Linked DNA regions of Zea mays: region 2 is linked to region 1. A link is a contact called in public Hi-C data. All regions are on one chromosome and are shown on one strand. Each heading gives the region's core, a stretch centred on a gene start, on an enhancer-like site or on the middle of the called end of the contact. The rest is flanking DNA. Distances are from core to core; before and after follow the strand shown.

Evidence for each region. A called contact is a pair of places that touch in the nucleus more often than the background predicts.
Region 2: a contact with region 1 is called in a Hi-C map of endosperm, with 2.2 times the contacts expected there. The contact joins the promoter of LOC100217254 here to the promoter of LOC100283375 in region 1. A contact is called at or near these places in 8 of 25 Hi-C or Micro-C datasets (bundle sheath, ear, endosperm and 2 more).

The regions. Positions count from the first base shown.
Region 1 is chr9:147,640,810-147,644,878 of Zm-B73-REFERENCE-NAM-5.0, forward strand. It overlaps LOC100283375, which reads right to left and starts at 2,672. Exons shown (of 1, transcript NM_001156276.2): 1 at 1,227-2,672. The coding sequence starts at 2,530. The coding sequence ends at 1,418.
Region 2 is chr9:147,847,812-147,852,032 of Zm-B73-REFERENCE-NAM-5.0, forward strand. LOC100217254 reads left to right here and starts at 1,959. Exons shown (of 24, transcript NM_001362447.1): 1 at 1,959-2,114; 2 at 3,034-3,152; 3 at 3,581-3,660; 4 at 4,114-4,221. The coding sequence starts at 3,625.

The sequences.
Region 1 (4,069 bases), core at 1,422-3,921:
CCTCGGCCTCTCGGGTGGTGTAGTGCTACTAGTGCTCTCGGCCTCTTCAGCTTATTGGTAGCCATTGGGTAGGCCCCGGCGGCGCCCCAGCTGCACGTGTTACTGTCAACTAGCTAAACAGCAGCATACATGAATTATGGCATCGTCGACGAAAATCCTAAGAGAGGCAACACTAGGTCACTAGCTACCTGTTGCAGGCAGCAGATATGCATGCGTTTTCTGAACCTTTATCCAGACAGGCAGGCAGGCATGATCGATCGCACATGATGGTTGGCCTGCTTGCACGCGAAAAAATCAGCTGCGCCCATGTAATGCAATGATGTGGCTGGTGGTGAGTGAGACTGAGCCCGGCCAAGCTAGCCAATGACAGGCACGCTGCTTGCTAGCTGCCGAAACCGTGTACTCTCTCGAGGCACCACCCTCCGGCACGAGCGCCGCAAGCGGGGACGAGGACGACGCACTCCCCTCCCGGCCCGCTCTCAGCCTCTTGCAGCAGTAGTACCCAGTAGCCGTCGCCCGTCTGCTTGTGCTCTCTACAGACCTGCCACTCTGCCAAGTCGCTGCTGCTGCCTTGCTTGGGCATCTTGTGCGATGGCTGAGGGCGCAAGGCATCTGTCTATCATGGCACGCAGACCACGCACAGATTCTATGCTGTCGCCTATATCGGATCGGAGGAGGAGGAACCGCTTTTGTTTTAGATAAATTGTTAGTTGTGTATCACTAAAATAACACAGGCAAGGCAACCACCGTTTAGTTTTATTAGCCTCCTACTAAGGGTCTGTTCGTTTCTGCTGGAACAGACCAGGATTAATTCCAAATCTCCAAAACTTATAGTAATTATTGAAAGAATCCAAGTCATATTTATTCCACCTCTCCATTCCCTGCGAAACGAACAGCCCCTAATGATCGTAGGTAGAGATCGCCTTTCCGAACACGGAGACAGGGAAAGAAACACTTGTTTGTTCACTTCATGATGCCCGCGAAAAAGCAGAAAGCTAGCGCCGGACCGCCCGGCCGGGAGGCAATCATATGATTTGCCCGCCCTGGACATTCCGTGTGCTGGGAGACGACGGCAGCACCACGAGTTAGAAACAGCATCAGGCTTTCTTAACAAGATGAAATGAAATGAACGGCGGATCATACATGTATATGAAGCGGCCAGACGACCGGGGTAGTGTAGTGATAAGCTTTTGCTTTCCGACACCGCTACAACAACAACCCGGGCTGGGCATTGGACGCTTTCTGCTCCAAGTCACACACTACTGATACAGTACTGCACAAGGCTGGTTCTGGTTGCTTACACGGCATCTACTCTTCGATTGGATTAGGATTAGGTAGTGGATTAATTAACATGGCGAGTGTCTGTTTGTTAGGGACCAACGACGAATGGAGGAGGCGGCTGCTGCTGCGGCGCCTGCTACCTGGCGCTGACGAAGGCCTTGATGTGCGCGAGCATCTCCTGCGTCCGCGGCTGGGACAGGTGGCAGTTGTGGAGCACCTGGAACGCGTGCCCGACGCCGCCGTACACGGCCTGCTCCACGCGCTTGCCCGCCTCGCGCAACGCCCTGCACAGCTCCAGGTTGCGGTCCCGCAGGATGTCCGTCTCCGAGACGCACACCAGGAGCGGGGGCAGCGGAGTGGTCTCCAGGCGCGGCGCGGCGCGGCCCGACAGCGGGTTGCACCAGGGGTGCTCGCGGCTGGCTCCGGCCGGCAGCGCCAGCCGCCAGTAGCAGTCGGAGGTGGCCAGCGTCAGCGCCGACCGTGGCGGCTGCGCCACGTTCTTCTCGGACGCGGTACGCCCCTCGCCGCCCAGGAATGGCTGGATCAGGACGGCGCCCCTGACGGTCAAGGGGGGCAGCGCGCCAAGCTGGCCCTGCCCGAGCCTCGCGGCCACGTGCAAGGCGATGCTGGCGCCCGCGCTGTCGCCCATGAGGAACACGCGGTCAAAGCCGCAGCGGGCCCGCCACCACGACAGGTCGTCGTTGCAGCACGCTGACGCTGACGCTGACGCTGCGGCCTGGTGCCGCAGCCACCGCACCGCGGCCAGCCCGTCGTCGAACGCGGCCGGCAGGCGGTGCTCGGGCGCCAGCCGGTAGTCCACGGACATCACGGCGCAGCCCGCGCGCGCCGCGAGCTGGGCGAGGAACTCGTGGTAGCAGCTCCAGGCCGCGGACCCGACGCAGAACCCGCCGCCGTGGAAGTACACCACGACGGGGCGCCTGGCTCCGTCCCCCGCCGACGTCGGCGCGTACAGCCGCGCCCACACCCCCGTCGCGGGGTCCACCACCACGTCCCTCGCGACGACGCCGCCCGGCGCGTCCGGGGCCGTGCCGCCCCACGTGCAGGGCACGGCTGGGATCGCCGGGAGCCGCTCCACGTGTCCGTCCTTGTAGACGCGGATCAGGCCGTGGATCTCCTCGACGACGGCGCCGTGGCCGCCGTTCTTCGCGACGACTGCTGCAGGCTGCTGGCGGAAGCTGATCCTGGGCTCGCCGACGACGTGCAGTGCCCCCATCCTCCTCCTCCTCATGCAAAGCTGCCGGCCTTCTCGCGGTCACGGGCGGCACGGCAGGCGGGAGGCGAAACGCGGCAGCCGGCAAGCTGCTTCGGCCGTGCGATGTGTCACGTCCCGGGGCCCGGCGAGCGAGCACAATTATGCAGTCGTGTGACCGTGTTGGCTTGGGGCGCCCTCGGCCGGCGTCGCGGGTTTTTATAGCGGGGGCGGCGGGACAGGTGTTGGAACTTGGAAGGGCGTTGGGCGCAGGACCAAGTGGTCACGGCCGACAAGTGGAGACGGGTCATTCGCGACGTCGTGCGGGTGGGGTCGCCCGCCCGCGAGAAGCAAGCAATGGACTTTGGAAGAGGGCGTGAAATCAAAACCCATCTCGTTCACGCGCGACGCACGGGAAAGTCCACGGGGACGGATCCGGTGGATCCTTACCCTGTGCTCCTCTCTATGTCTATCCGTTATCTGCTGACTGCTGTTGCTGAGAACTTTCAGCACTGTGCTTGCTTAGTGTCCACTGGCTACTCCCTCTGTCTCTAAAACAAAGACATCCTAGAAATTTTCAAATAGTTTAGCAGAGACATAAAATTACCCTTTTTTTCTCCAGCATGCACATGTATATAAGGAGTGCTTGGACGGCAGCTTGGGCCAGGCAATGATTTATGGCATGTCAAGCTAGAACCTCTTTTTTAAAAAAATTGAAACAGTAGGAGTTTGAGCTCCTATTGCAAATTTAAAAGGTTCCAAACCAGCAACAGTCTTACAAAATAAGAACATGAGGCGCAAACAAAAAGTAAGGGAAGTTACTCTGAAAACTAATCCTTCACACATATTAGGAGACGAAGAAGTGTAGGAAGTAAGAGAATTGGAGTAGAGTAGGAAATCAGATGTGGTTTTGCACCCTTTTCTTAAAGTAGAGGCAGAGCTTTCTTGTTCACACGCCAGAAGAGCGAAGTTATTTCAAGCTTGAATATTGCTTTGCAACCTTCAATTGTTGGAGAGGCATTCTTGAAGATCTTGTGGTTTCTGTACATTCAGGTTGCACAAGACCATTAAAACAAACATTTCCATGGAGGAGGACTTGTTGATCCGAGCCCTTACCAACTCTAAACCCTGTTACAACTTTATTTTATAATCCTACCATGACTCCTAAATTATATAAAAAACTTGTCTTGTAGACTATATAAAGGAGGGCAATGCTTCCTAAACCGGCAAGAGAACCGCAACATATTACATCTTATAATCTAACACAAGACTATGTGTTCTTGTTTCCACGGTTCCCCATATCTTCTCTACATAACCATTGTATGAGTTATTATTTCTATTACTGTGTGTGGCATATATACAAACACCACTATTTCGGTTAGTGGTCTTGTGTAAAATGTGTACTCGTATCCTTGGAATATCAAGATCGAGGAAGATGAATCTCTACCCAACCATATAATGTGTTGAGTCCAGGTGTAATTTGTTTGATGGATTTAGTAGGGGTTATGAGTTTGTGGGTGACTTGGTTGGGTGTGTTTTTGTAAAGTTTAAACGGATGAATTATACAGTGGTATAGAT
Region 2 (4,221 bases), core at 709-3,208, 210 kb after region 1:
GTTCCGACGCGAGCGGCGTCGAGAAGGCGGAGCGGAAGGCTACCGGAGCGAGAGCTGCGGAGGGAGCCATCAGGGCGACGGGGAGAGGGAGGTGAGGCCACCGCCACCCCCCCGGAGACGAGGGAGAGGGTAGAAAGGAACGGGAAACAGACTTGATTTGAAGAAAAAGAGGACAAGTGGCTGATTTGACAGATACTACCAGGCAGCGGTGGACGTGCGGACAGGTTGCGGTTGGGCGCGTGGCGGAGCTGCCGGAGGAGCCGCGGCAGGCGCGGATGGGGAAGGAGGTGCGGGCGCGGCAACAGGTAACGGCGCCTGCACGGGGAGGGAGAGAGCGCGGTGGGTGTCGGCGCGGCGAGGAAGAGGATGAGGTGGTGGCGCAGGTACGAAGAGGATGAGCGGGTGTGCTCGCATCGTGGAAGAAGGGAGGGGATCGGAGGCGGAGCCGACCGTGGAGGAGGAGGCCTGCGCAGCCGTTGCGAACGCGTCGACCGAGCTGGGAAAGGAAGACCGGACGCAACACTGCAATTTGGTTGATTTGAAGTAAAATTTCTGGTCCGTGGTGTGCGGCCACGCGTTGGCTCGCGCGCGGCCGAGAGCGCGTGAAACGCGGGGAGAGACTGAAACCGGAGCGTCTCCGGAGGAGCCGCGGCGGGTGCGGATGGGGAAGGAGGTGCGGGCGCGACAACAGGGTAGCGGCGCTTGCACGGGGAGGGAGAGAGCGCGGTGGGTGTCGGCGCGGCGAGGAAGAGGATGAGGTGGTGGCGCAGGTACGAAGAGGATGAGCGGGTGTGCTCGCATCGTGGAAGAAGGGAGGGGATCGGAGGCGGAGCCGACCGCGGAGGAGGAGGCCTGCGCAGCCGTGGCGAACGCGTCGACCGAGCTGGGAAAGGAAGACCGGACGCAACGCTGCAATTTGGTTGATTTGAAGTAAAATTTCGGGTCCGTGGTGTGCGGCCACGAGTTGGCTCGCGCGCGGCCGAGAGCGCGTGAAACGCGGGGAGAGACTGAAACCGGAACGTCTTTTAACTAAGGTAGTGTTTGGTTGAGGAGCCAAATAGAACGGAGTCGCTCTATTCCTGATTTTAGGAATGGAGCCGCTCTGTTCTGTGTTTGGTAAGCTGGAACGGAGTGACTCTGTTTTTTGTTTGGTTGCAGAGTGAACTGGAACAGAGTGGCTCTGTTTTTTGTTTGGTTGCAGAGAGAGGCGCGCGAGCTGCTGCGCACGGATGAGAGGGCGAGCTGTGCGAGCGGGCTGGGAACGGAGCGGCTCCGTCCCATTGATTTTTTGGAGTTTGATGGTTCCGGATTTGAGGAGAATATTTCCTAATTGGAGCCACTCCATTCTAGTTACTTTATAACCAAACAACAACAAATCTGGGACAGAACGGCTCCGTTCTACTTGGCTCTTCAACCAAACACTACCTAAAGGTAATAGGATACTCCTAGTACTATAGTGTATACGAGGGTATTTGGTTTCACCATACTAAAATTTAGTATCTGTCACATCAAATATTTAAATGTACAATGCCATATTAGCTAGCGGGTGGGAAAAGTGTGGCATTAGAACTCAAGACCAAGAATAGGTGGGGTCACGCAAGTAGTACATGGTTGCATGCCCATCCCCCACGGCATTCTACGTGCTTCCCACTCCGACCGCACAGAAATGTCACCCCGGGTGAGAGCCCCTGATCTGCCGCCACGTGCCTAGCATCGAGATCCTACGGACCCAGTCGCTTGACCCGGTCCGCGCGCCCGCTCTAGCTCGTGGCGCAACGAACGTGGAGAACGCCACGTGAATCGGACCGTTTCTCTGACACGTCGGGCCCGGAGGCCGCGGTCCCAGGATGCAGTGAGGCGGGTGGTTAGGCTACGTATTTCCCTGGGATCGTCGGGGCCACGGAATTTCCCGGAGAAAGTGCGGGCGTGAGGGACGAGCGGACGAGCCTCAGCGGCGAGAGAAAATAGAACGGGGAGACCGGAGCGGCGGCGGGGGAGGAGGAGACGGAAGGAGGGGATCGAGAGGGGCGCGCGCGAACAGAAGAGAGAAAGAGGAGGTGGCAGGTTTGGTTCCGCGCGCGCCGACGTGAGATTCCGGGCCCCCGTGCCAGCAGGTGAGCCGCATTGCCGCCTCCGCTCTTCGCTCGGTGCGCGTTACGCTTGCGCAGGGTGGTGTGAGGAATCCTTGGTAGGTTGGGAACTTGGGATCGAGGCGCAAATGAGGCAATGTGGTTGCCGGGCGCTCGTCTGGCTTCAGGATGCTGTGAAGGCTGCATTCGTTTTGGGTGACACCCACTTGTGCATCGGAGGACCCTTCTCCGCCGTGTTGCTGTTGAATGCGGGAGGGGGGGGGGGGGGGGGGGTGTCCCATTGCGTGTTTCATTGAGGCATTAGATCAATTGATGTAGGGTGCCAGTTCATGCAGATCGTTGCGGGTGTGGCTTTTGATCCAGGAGATTTTGTTAGCTGTCAGAAACGACAAGATTTTCAAAACAATTCTGGGTTCGTGTCATGTGCAGTGTAAACTTGTTCACTCGTCTATATTTTTGTGCAAAATTTATTGGTGATATCGTGTTCCCAACCTATTGAAGATTGTTAAGTAGAGGTTGGGTCATTTAAGAAAGGTGCTTTGATGCCGTGCAGCTTGAACTCTCTTCTCAGAAGCACAATATTTTGGCTGAATCGTAGTCAGAGGCGAGACGTAGCAAAGCTTATAAGTGGAACGCTGCTTCAAAGTTATGCGGTTTTATTTTTTTTAAGAAAGAGGGAATATACACAATTATGCAGTTACTTCTGTGTTAAGAATCATTTACAAAGTTAATGTTTTAGCACCCAAACTACTACCGAAACCAAGTTCAATTATTTGCAGGCTTCATGATGTTGGGACTCCAACTCCTATCAGCCTATCATTTCTAGTATAGTTTTTGTTCTTTAAAAAGTATATACTGTTACATTGAACAAGACCACAAGAATTTCCATAGTTTTATTAATTTCGCTCTCTTTGTGACTATGTTGTGCTATATGGTACTCCAGGTTCAAATAATGGATTAAAAACTTAAGCTGACACTTATGGCGGATGCTCAATTCAACCCAGTGAATCCGAAGCTGACCCATGAAGAACTAAAATAAGCTTTATGCTTCAGTGTCTTCTGGTAACCTCCCTATTCCTGTGAAAAATTAGATTGGAATTCAGAAGATCACATCAGAGTTGCTCTTGCTTAGCTATAATTTGTATGGTACTACAAATTCATAGGATTGGTAGGTCCGCAATTGGGCTAACTGGTAGTTCATGCACACATTTTCAGTCACTGCATGATCATGGCTTAGCCAAAGTTTTGTTTAAAAAATTCTCATCGTGAACATGAGGATTGGAGTTTTTTGCATGAGGAGGATTACTTGAAGAATTTGTAAAGCTAGATCAGATTTAAAAGAACCCATCCATATTACCAGGTTCCAACAGGAAACCACTGAAACATGATTTCCTGTTGGAACCTGGTAGTTTCTTTCTTTTCTATTATTCCTGCACAGAATAAATCTAATGAAATGATAGTTATTAACACTGTACTTATTGGTGGGACAGAAATCATCCTGAGGTATTGATAAGTCAGCAACCTAGAGCAGAAAATGTCAGCTCCGGAATTCAGGACTTCTTACCAGCAAGTAAGGAGGGGGCATATGTTTCACTTACATTCTTAATTCACCTATATTTTCCATGTCCTGATCCTGTTTGTGAATTTATGAGTAGTTTTTATTGGACTTTACCATGTAATGTTAGTGAAGTTCAGTTGATTCTGAGTCTCACTTAGATGTTACTGGATTAATGTAATGTTCCAATACCAAGCAAGTTGATAGAGCTCAGTTTGGTTGATCAATGGGTAAAGTGGCTGTTATTTTATTCATATAGTCAATTGTTCTGCTGGAATGGTACCATTGTTCTCTCTGATTTGCTCTTGAGATTGTTTTTGCTAACAGTATATACACATAATTGTTCATGTAAAAGGATGCGCTTTTCTTCTTTTTAATTAAACTGAAGTTCCAAGAGGTATTGCATCTTTGGATTGTTGCATTTTTCTGAGTATTAATTTAACCTGCTTTGTTTCATGTTCTTGACAGGTATCATCATCACAGCCCCCTGAGAATGTCGGTCAACTCAAGGTCTGCCGATGTGGGTCGGGAGACTCTAACTTTCAGATCACTAATAAATCTGATGCTGGTGAAAAT